Linked DNA regions of Pan troglodytes: region 1 is linked to region 2. A link is a contact called in public capture Hi-C data. All regions are on one chromosome and are shown on one strand. The core of a region is the stretch at or near the end of the contact, and the rest is flanking DNA. Distances in the headings are between cores, read along the strand shown.

What was found. Capture Hi-C pulls out chosen DNA fragments and counts their contacts.
Region 1: a contact with region 2 is called in a capture Hi-C map of stem cell-derived neural stem cells, with 4 times the contacts expected there. The contact joins two enhancer-like sites. A contact is called at or near these places in 1 of 7 Hi-C or Micro-C datasets (stem cell-derived neural progenitor cells) and 1 of 1 other capture datasets (stem cell-derived neural stem cells).

What each region holds. Positions count from the first base shown.
Region 1 is chr15:66,612,234-66,616,504 of NHGRI_mPanTro3-v2.0_pri, forward strand. The region is part of intron 10 of RAD51B (RAD51 paralog B); the gene reads left to right. Among named protein-coding and RNA genes, the nearest start is that of ZFP36L1, 160 kb to the right of the region's middle. Within about 2 kb of position 2,783, at least 9 of the 24 cell types and tissues checked have an H3K27ac peak or open chromatin away from gene starts, as enhancers often do. A contact at or near this core is called in stem cell-derived neural progenitor cells and stem cell-derived neural stem cells, where this site is marked.
Region 2 is chr15:66,231,717-66,236,507 of NHGRI_mPanTro3-v2.0_pri, forward strand. All of the region lies in intron 7 of RAD51B (RAD51 paralog B), which reads left to right. Among named protein-coding and RNA genes, the nearest start is that of RAD51B, 430 kb to the left of the region's middle. Within about 2 kb of position 3,180, at least 8 of the 24 cell types and tissues checked have an H3K27ac peak or open chromatin away from gene starts, as enhancers often do. A contact at or near this core is called in stem cell-derived neural progenitor cells and stem cell-derived neural stem cells, where this site is marked.

The DNA of each region.
Region 1 (4,271 bases), core at 1,533-4,032, 380 kb after region 2:
CCCATACCACCACCACCATTCCAACCCCTTGAACCAACCCCTGGTTTCAAGCTCTCCCAGGCTGGCAGATGAAGGAACATTTCAAAGCCATCACATGGTAATACTGCCTGCTGGCCAACAACTCCATTTCAACAGCGTCACCTTTGGACTGTTCAGCAGTGTTTGTGCAAGTATTTGAATATTTTCTGGCATTTTGGCCCTATTATTTTATAATAATAAGTGGAAATGGAAAAATGAAGTGCTGATTCTCATGATAAGAAGGGCAGGTCTCACAGAGCTCATATAATTGAGGCAAAGATGGAAATCATTAGGCACGCTGAAAGTGGGATTATGTAGCCTCAATCAAATGCTCACTGGAGTTAAGCCTGTCAACTATGTGTCCAATTGTTTAAAAAAAATGAATACAATTAGGGAGCATATATGAAATTCTGGACGTATATGGTCAAAGACTGTGTCTAAAAGGCGGGTGTAGTTGGGATATACTGGATTCTCTCAATTCTAAAGCTGCATTGATTTAATAGCAGTTTTCCAGGACTGGGTTGGGAAGACACTGTGAGACCAGAAATCAGGAAAATACAGTGATAATATTGTTTCACTTCCTGGGAACAGAACCGTCCCTCATAACATGCAAGTGTACTGCTTGCCTCTGGCATGGTGGACCAGAGGGTTTTCAGGACAGTATTAGGGTATGGGAGGAGGGAGTGGCCTGGAGATTGATCCCTTGGGGAGTCACTACAGCTCGGAAGCCGGGGACAGGCCTTTAGTTAATGTGCTAGAATGGATGGAACTTGACTCAAGAGAGGCCCTCATGCCACAAGGTTTTGAATCTCCCATGTGCCCGGCATATAGAAAATTTAGGGAGTTAAAAGCAAAGAGTATAAGGTGCACCTTTTCCTCTTTGGGCACTCGTCCCTTTACCACTGTCCCAGCTCTCCCTGGGGGCCATGCTGTCACTGGCAGCCTTTGCACGGTCTGTTCCCTCTGCTGGGAGTGTCTGTCCTACCTCCTTGGCTGCCTGGCCAGCTCTGGCTCACCCTTGAAGACGCCGCTCAGGCTCCTGCCTACCCAGGCTCCAGTGTCTGTGTGTGCGCTGCGTGCTGGCCATCCACCTCATATTCTTGCTCTGTCCACACTGTATAACCATCACTGGCTGGCCTGGGAGAGTTTGAAGGTGAGATTTCTTGTTCATCTTTCGATCCTCTGCATCCCAGGAGCCCTCAGTGAGGGTTTGCTAAGTGAAGCAGGCCAGGAAGGAATGCTGCGTTCTCAGGAAGACCTCTTCAGCAAAACACTGTTGACCTTTGCCTTTGCATCATGCGCCAGGCATGACCTAGCACAGCCATTTTAAACCTCTTAGACACCAAGAAACTCTTTCTTTCTTCTCCAGAAGCCAAACCATTTGTTTCTAAATTCCGCTTTCTTTGCCTCCGAGGCCCCCTCATCTGGAGCCTTCTTGCCCATCTAGTGTCTGGAGCTTCACATCCTCCGGGAGGTTCTTTACTGCTACTTTCAGTAAGTAAAGCCACTGACTTTTCCTTCAGCTGTGGGGTGCTCGCTGAATTCTTACCACTTCTTCAGGCAAAAACAACCTAGAAGCACTCTCTGATCCAAAGTGTTTCTCAGGGAGAGCGGCCAAGTGAGCACAGGAGCCGCTCGGCCGTCTGGGACTGTGATGTGATGTCTGAACAGCCTCTTTAGAAACACTGCAGCCTTTTCCAGGGATGCCATCCAGACGGGGACATCCCTCACAAGTTGTCTAGGGTCCTGGGGATGGAGGCCGGGAGCTCCGGATCGAGGGATTTAGCCTTATGGGGCCTGGTTGGCCCCGCCAGGCCAGCTGTGAATGAGGAGGGTGTCTGAGCTCTGTTTTGCACCCGTCCACTCACCAACTTATTCTTGACCTAACACACCATGCCCCTGCTGCCCTTGGCTGTGACGATGGGAAGCAACTGTCCAAAAAGCCTGAGGGGAGCCAGCTCCAAGAAACCCACCGTTGGCCCACCATGCCCACCCTTCTCAGCGCAATGACCAGTGGGTCTTTATGTTTTACAGTCAGGGCCTTGCTCTGTTGCCCAGGCTGGAGTGCAGTGGTACGATCACAGCTCACTGCAGCCTTGACCACCCAGGCTCAAGTGATCCTCCCACCCCAGCCTCCTGAGTAGCTGGTACTGTAAGCACACACCACCATGCCCAGCTAATTTTTTCTTTTCTTTTTTTTTTTCTTTTTCTTTTTCTTTTTCTTTTTTTTTTTTTTTTTTTTTGGAGAGAGGGGTTCTCACCATCTTGCCCAGGCTGGTCTTGAACACATGGGCTCAAGTGATCCTCCTGTCTTGGCCTCCCAAAGTGCTGAAGTGCTGGGATTATAGGCATGAGCCACCACACCCAGCCCTGGGCCTCTTTTTGAGGACACCAATGCCATTGCCTCCAGGCTAAACTGCTCTCCACACAAGTTAGTTCCATAGACTCTCCAGGTCCTTGGGACCCCATGAAACTCTCTGGGGCTGTGCCCAGAGTCCACTTGACAGAAACCTGATTCTTTTCCTGTGAGGCAAACAGCTGTGATCGGGACATGTCTGTCAGGGGATGACTTGGCAGAGCTACAACGCCAAGGCTCGGATGCATATTTTTTATGTGATTCCTTAAAATTCAAGCAGGAGAATACGCCTTCCCCCAAACGGCTGGCTCCCCCACTGCATTCGCATTCCCCCCACGATGTATAACAGGAGTCCGCAGCCCGCCCCTGGAGAGGACAAGGCTGTAATTCAGCAAGGCTCCAGTGACATCCTGACCGTGAGAGTGCAGCTGGGGCAGTTTATGAACAGTGCTCTAGTCCCTGGGGGAAGTTAGCTCTGTTCTCCAGCCCACAAGAGTCTATTGTTCGCTTTCTTGTTTTTCTCCAAATGTTTAGATGTGCTCAGAGCACAGAAAAGCCCGAAACCCAGGCCACCAGCCAGGGCGATCCTGAAGCAGGGAAGCCTGTGGGCTGGAGCTCGTGGGGCTACCCCCACCCACACACACCCATTGTTGTTCCTACCTCGCCCTAAGATGTGACCGTCCTGGAGGACAGAGGTAAGGGAGTGGCCTCTTTTTGGCCAGGGCTGTTTGGACAACAGTGGGCTTGGATTGTTCCAGCAAGTGAGGTATGAGACCACAGCTCAGGCTCACTTGGGTGGTAGCCAGAAGCAACTGCCCAAGTTACCTTGGGCCCATCCAAAATGTGCACAGAGAGAGTTTGGCAACTGTCTTCCAGTTGCTTGTCACTGACCAAGACTGCTGAAGTTTGACAGGAATAAGCAAGTTCTGGCCTCCTGTCTGCATCAAGAATCTGGGCTCCAAGGTACAGCCTCTTGAGTTGGACTCCTGCCATCAGCTCTTCCTAACTGTGCAAACTTGGGCGAGTTACTTAGCCTCTCTGAGCCTCAGTTTCCTCCTGGGTAAAATGGCACCTACCTCGTAGAGTTACTGAGGATTCAACAAGGTAATCAAGGTAAGCACTGGCACAGAATGAGCCCTCAATACATACTGGTTATTCTTTGTATTATTACTGTTATCAATGATTACTAGTACACCATCCCAAAGTCACCTCCTCTGCTTGGAGCATCCATTTTTGTACCTAAACCGAATGCCTTCAACAGTCTCCAGTTGTGGGTCAGAGAAGAGCTGTGCAAGAACGGCAATGCCAGAGGAATGAAGGATGAAGTGCCTTGTGATGTGGGGAGGAGAGAACGTGCTCAAAAGCCCGTCGCCTTTGCCTCCCACTCCCCTTAGCCCCAGATCCCTTTCTCCAGGGCTCATATTACCTGCCCTCCCCCAGTGGCTGGGATTCTCAGCCTGCCACTGGCTCCACAGTCCCTACAGAGCCACCGAAACCCTCCCACCCCTGCCTGGAAAATGCCTCTCCCCCGTATACCACCTTGGCGGCCACCACTAGTCAGCCAGTAATGGGGTGGGGGTGAGACGGAGGTGGAGCCTCTGGAAATGGTGCTAGGTCAAGGGAGAAGGAGATCCAGGACCCCAACTCCGTAGGCCTGGGATGCTGAGTACAGTTTAGAGATTGGGGATTCATTTACACCAGCTTGGGGGGCTTTGGTGTGAAGGGAGATGGACAGAGTATGAGGGAGGAGGAAAAGGTAGAGGGTAGAGGAATGCATCCTGAATCCTAGTCCTTTCTGACTGGGACAGTTCACATCCGTAAACGAGGCTCTGGGGCCTGCCTCAAGAAATGGAACTATGATGATCCCCCTTTGGATGCATTAATCCTTTCAAAAATA
Region 2 (4,791 bases), core at 1,930-4,429:
CCTGTAATTTTAAGAACTTTCATGAATATACTAATTTTAGTAGAAACAACTAACCAAGATGGCTTATCATTCTCAACGGAACATAATTTTAAGGAGAAACACTTGGAATAATCTAATTTTAAACTGTAATGCTAATTCTTTATTAGTCTATTTGGGGGATTTTTTTATATGTTGCATGACATACTTGCACATTTTCCTATTTAATACTTCTTTTAATCCTGAAAGCACTTATTTAAGAATGATCACTAGCACTCCAGGACAAGTTAAATACAGAAAGCCATATACATATAAATGGCAGACATAACTGCAAAAAGAGAACAATATAGTGAGGGAAATGGTCTTCAGGGTGCTGCAAAGCGCTTTATAGTTACAAAATGCCTTCATGTACATTTCTAATTGATCCTCAGGACAGTGTTGTAAAAGGAGGAAGAATGTGTGTGTAAGTGTACAGCTGTTTTCCAGAACACCGAATCGAAGCTCAGAGATACTGCACAACTCACCAGCACAGCGAGGAAGCTACTGAATTGGGACTCACACTCAGACCTTCACCCCAAACCCATAGCTCATTTTATTTCTTCATAATGCGTTAGTTGCAGAAGTAATAATACTTTAAAAAGCAATCCACATTTTTTCTGTTTACTCTTTCCTCTCTTCTTCAGGACAGAAACTGTACTTTCCTTGTCCAGTTCCAGTTTGTATTATTGTATTCATGGTATTTACCTTACCTGGAGGGAATAGGCCTTTTAAATATCATTAAAATTGGGTTTTTGAGGTTATGTTCTTTTCTCCTTCACATCCTAAACTTCAGACCTCATGCTCTTTGGCCTTCCATTCAATTCAAATGAGAAGGGCTGTTGTAATTGTTGGCAATGCCTCCCCAGGCTGCCACTGTACGTGGAGGATCTTCACGTTTGGAAAGAAAAAAAAAATGCAGTTTAGTGAAGTTCATGATTCTACTTTTACTCTTCTAACATAGCCTTTTTTTTTTAAATTTATTTGTTTGTTTTTACATGTAACACTAGGTGGCAGAGTAACTACACCACAAAGCACCACATCCTTTGTTTCTCACTACTCTGGGGAGTGGGTATCTGAATAGTGAGGCATAAAACCATCTGTGGCTACATGAGATTGGACCAACCAACAAGGCCAATATTTTCTTGACAGGGAACTGGCTGCAGTGATTCTAAAACATATGCTTCCAAGATACTGTCTTTAAGATTTCCATCTTTCTTTTTTCCCCAGCTCCCCTTGATTTTAATTTCTCTGCCCCATTGCACTCTGCTAGCAGAGGGCGGACACAGCCTGCAGGCAGCTGCTTTGAAATGGCAGATTGGGATGGATGTGCCCATTGGTGCTGGCACCCTCGCCTTTGTGTGCCAGTGGGTCATGAAGGGTCTGGGGGTAAGGCACCTGAGTCCTTGCCCGAATGGCACCAGGCCCTCTGGCAGAGGGGCAGCAGTGGCTGGGCTGAGTCAGTTGGAAGATGCTGCCCTCACTAACTCAGGTTTACAGAACAGGTGTTTTTAAAGAGCAGTCTGATCCTGGTTCAGCTCTGTCACCGGTTTGGAAATACTGCCGTGCAGTCGGTGGGGCATTGCCTCTCAGTTTCTTCCTAGCAATTTGCTGGTGTCTGCTACCCTGGATGCCTCACATGCCACAGGACACACTAAGCTAAATAAAGCAGAGCAAGTTCTGTCTTTCATGTTGTGAAGAGTATGAACTTGGGCTGTGGAAATACTTCTTTGGATTTTTGCTGAAAAAGAAAAGAATAGCATTAAAACAAAACAATACTTACCAACTAGTAATAATACTCTAAGTATACCCTACATTAAGAAACTCCTGTAAAACCAAGTCTGAATGTATAAAATCGATCAAACAAAAGGATTGTATTTTAATTACAAAAGCATTCTTTGTAACTGGAACCACAATCGGATTACATTAAATAGTGAGCTTCTGATGTGAATTGTAAATGTTTTAATCTACAAAAAAAAGTACTTAAATCTTGACTTTTCAGGAACCCACTTGTTATATAAAACAAAAACTAACTGGACTATAGTTTTACACACATACTTACATCACACCCTCACCACTTTCCGACTGGGAATCCTAGAGTATTTTTTAGTGTTTAGCTGGAGGTCCAGGTAGTGTCCTAATTTTGCACACACAGCCCTGGTGACATGAAAGGGCATTGTTGAAATGACCAAGTGAGTCATGGTAATCAGGGCAATCCTGTAGGATTAGAGATATGGGGGTCTTGTTTATTTGTGTGCCTGCTAGAGCTGCAATTCTTTCATAAACTACATGACTTTTGAAAATACCTCAAACAACATATATAAATCAGACCAAGGATATTAATCTCAGGCCACCGCCATAGTGAGGCTTTGAAGCCAGGGGAAGGTGGTGAGACCTTCTTGTTTGTTAAGGAAGAAATGTCATAAAAATTCCAAAGCAGGACTCAAATTTCCAGGGGAGAGGGCCTCTTTATTGTTTCCTCTAATAGCTGCTTTGGCGCTTTAGTGAATAAATGTGTTGCACAAAGTAACCCTAGATGCATCTGAACTTTAGTCTGGCTTGGCTCCCACTTTTGTATTTAGCATCCATTCTGAATTATTTATTTAAGATATTTTTGCTGTTGTTTGTCACTCCTTCTTCCTGTCTCCCTACCAGCCCCCCTCATTTGTCCTGTCTTTATTTTCACACTTCTCTAATTAATTGATATCTTCTGCTCTTAGCACTGCAGCAAATGTGCCTGCATTTTTATGTGGATCTTCACTATGCAGGCTATGCTTTTAAGTTTCTGGAATAGAATGATGGTAAAAATGAGTCATGGCTTGTTTCTATATTTGTTTCTGAGTCAAGAAGCTTAATTTTCTTACTATAATGCCTGAGATATCAAGCTATACAGTTTACTTTTAAGGGAAACAATCACAATTTCATCAATTCCTTTAAGTAGATGTTTTCAAATATTATAGAATTCTTTGGATTTGTGTTTCCAAAATGAACAACACAATGGTAGTGCTATTATTGTTTTAAGGAGAAAAAGAAGCACATCCAAAATAGGTAAAATCTTCCCCTAAATCCCCTGGGAACAGGCCTATGGGTGTTGCCCTGGCCTGCTCACAGCCCCAGGACAACCGGCATTAATTCACTGAGGGCCTCATACCTACATCTCAATGACTGCTTAAACCAGATACCTGAGGGTCTGGGGTCTAACAGAAGAAAAAAGGAGAGTAGAGCTGAGGGTTATGGAACATTCCCAGGAAGGGAGAGAATATCAGAAAATGCAAGACTGCCCCAGTGCAGCAGCAGTGATGCAGCCAGAGGTTACCAGAAGTTCTGGCACCTCCACCTTCATGGACACAAGCTGTATATATCAGTTTACCATGGTTTTCAGTGTAAAAAAGCCAACTTATGTCCTTCAGTGTCAGTTTATTGAGCTCTTCAGTGCAGCCTCATAACTTATATTAATTGGGAGGAAAATGCTTCCAGAGAAAGGAGAGATGCTGGACAAAACAACTTTGTCTTTGACTAGTTGTCAAGGCCCTGCTGTTTGGAGTCATTGACAAGTCCTTGATTCTTGTATGACAGATCCAGGGGAAAAAAAGAAGTGATTCATCTTCTTCTGTTGCACCTTTCAAGGAGGAATTAAAAAAAAAAAAAGATTTTGCTTATGGACTTAACATCACTGGCAGCAGTAAGTGGGCTCTGACTCTTTGCAAGGTATAATTTACCATTGTGCTCCTCCCTCCTGAGTTTATGCACCTCGATGAGCCCCGGCCCATTAAAATTCCTTCTTAAAAGCAGGAGGTGAAAAGAGCCAAGCGTGTGTTTTTTTTAGAGGAGAGTGTAGCTATACAAGGAAAGAGGTCCCAGTCCTTTTTCTATTTTAAATGCTGGTAAACAACTTGAAACCTGTTAAAGCTTTTGAAGGAATGTGGAGGAGTTGTCCTTTTGACTCCAATGTTGGGGAAGACAAAATAAAGGAAATAATTTTAAGAAAAGAGACTTTCCCATGATGAGCTTTAGTCTGAAGCATCCTGCAGGTGTCACATCTGTTCCTCTAGGTGTGCAGATTAATTTCAGTTGCCTCCATGTCTGCTGGGTCCATTATCTTTGCTCGGCTGGGTCCAACATCTTTGCTCATTTCTCTACTGAACTTTTTCCAACTTTTAGTGCTGTGCTTTTCCAGCTCAGCCCTTGTCAAAGTATGAAATACCATTTGTTTCTTGGTGAGACAGAATAGTGTTGTTTAAAGATGACATGCTAATACAGTTATGTAAAAATTCTCCATTTTGTAATGCTACAGGAAAAAAACACCAGTGTCCGTTATGACTGAACAAAGTTATCACTCAGCCATGTTATCTCAGTCATGCACATCAAGATTGACCTGTCTGCCATTTGGGGAAGCCTTCATAATTTGTAAGGTGCAGGAAGGAACTAGTTTTAATTGAGATTTAAGAGGAATGTCTTTCACTAGCCTTTCTTTTTGAGTCCCTTATTTCTAAAGGGTCTTTTGCAACTTGTACAAAAGAGCAAGATCCTTCATTCCTCTTTTAATCCTACAGCCTGCAGGAGTTGAGTATACCTATAACCAGGCAGCTAAATTTTGAAAACAAGGTGGTGAAGTTTAAAATTACATTTTAGCTGTGGAAATTTGAGCTTTAGAGAATGATTACGTTCTGATTTTCTTGGAAATATTCTCTGTATAGAGACTCAAATGTGGGTCTTCCCTATTATTTATCCCAACTTCTTCAGAAATTATATGAATGGAAGAGGGAGAAATAAGAGCCA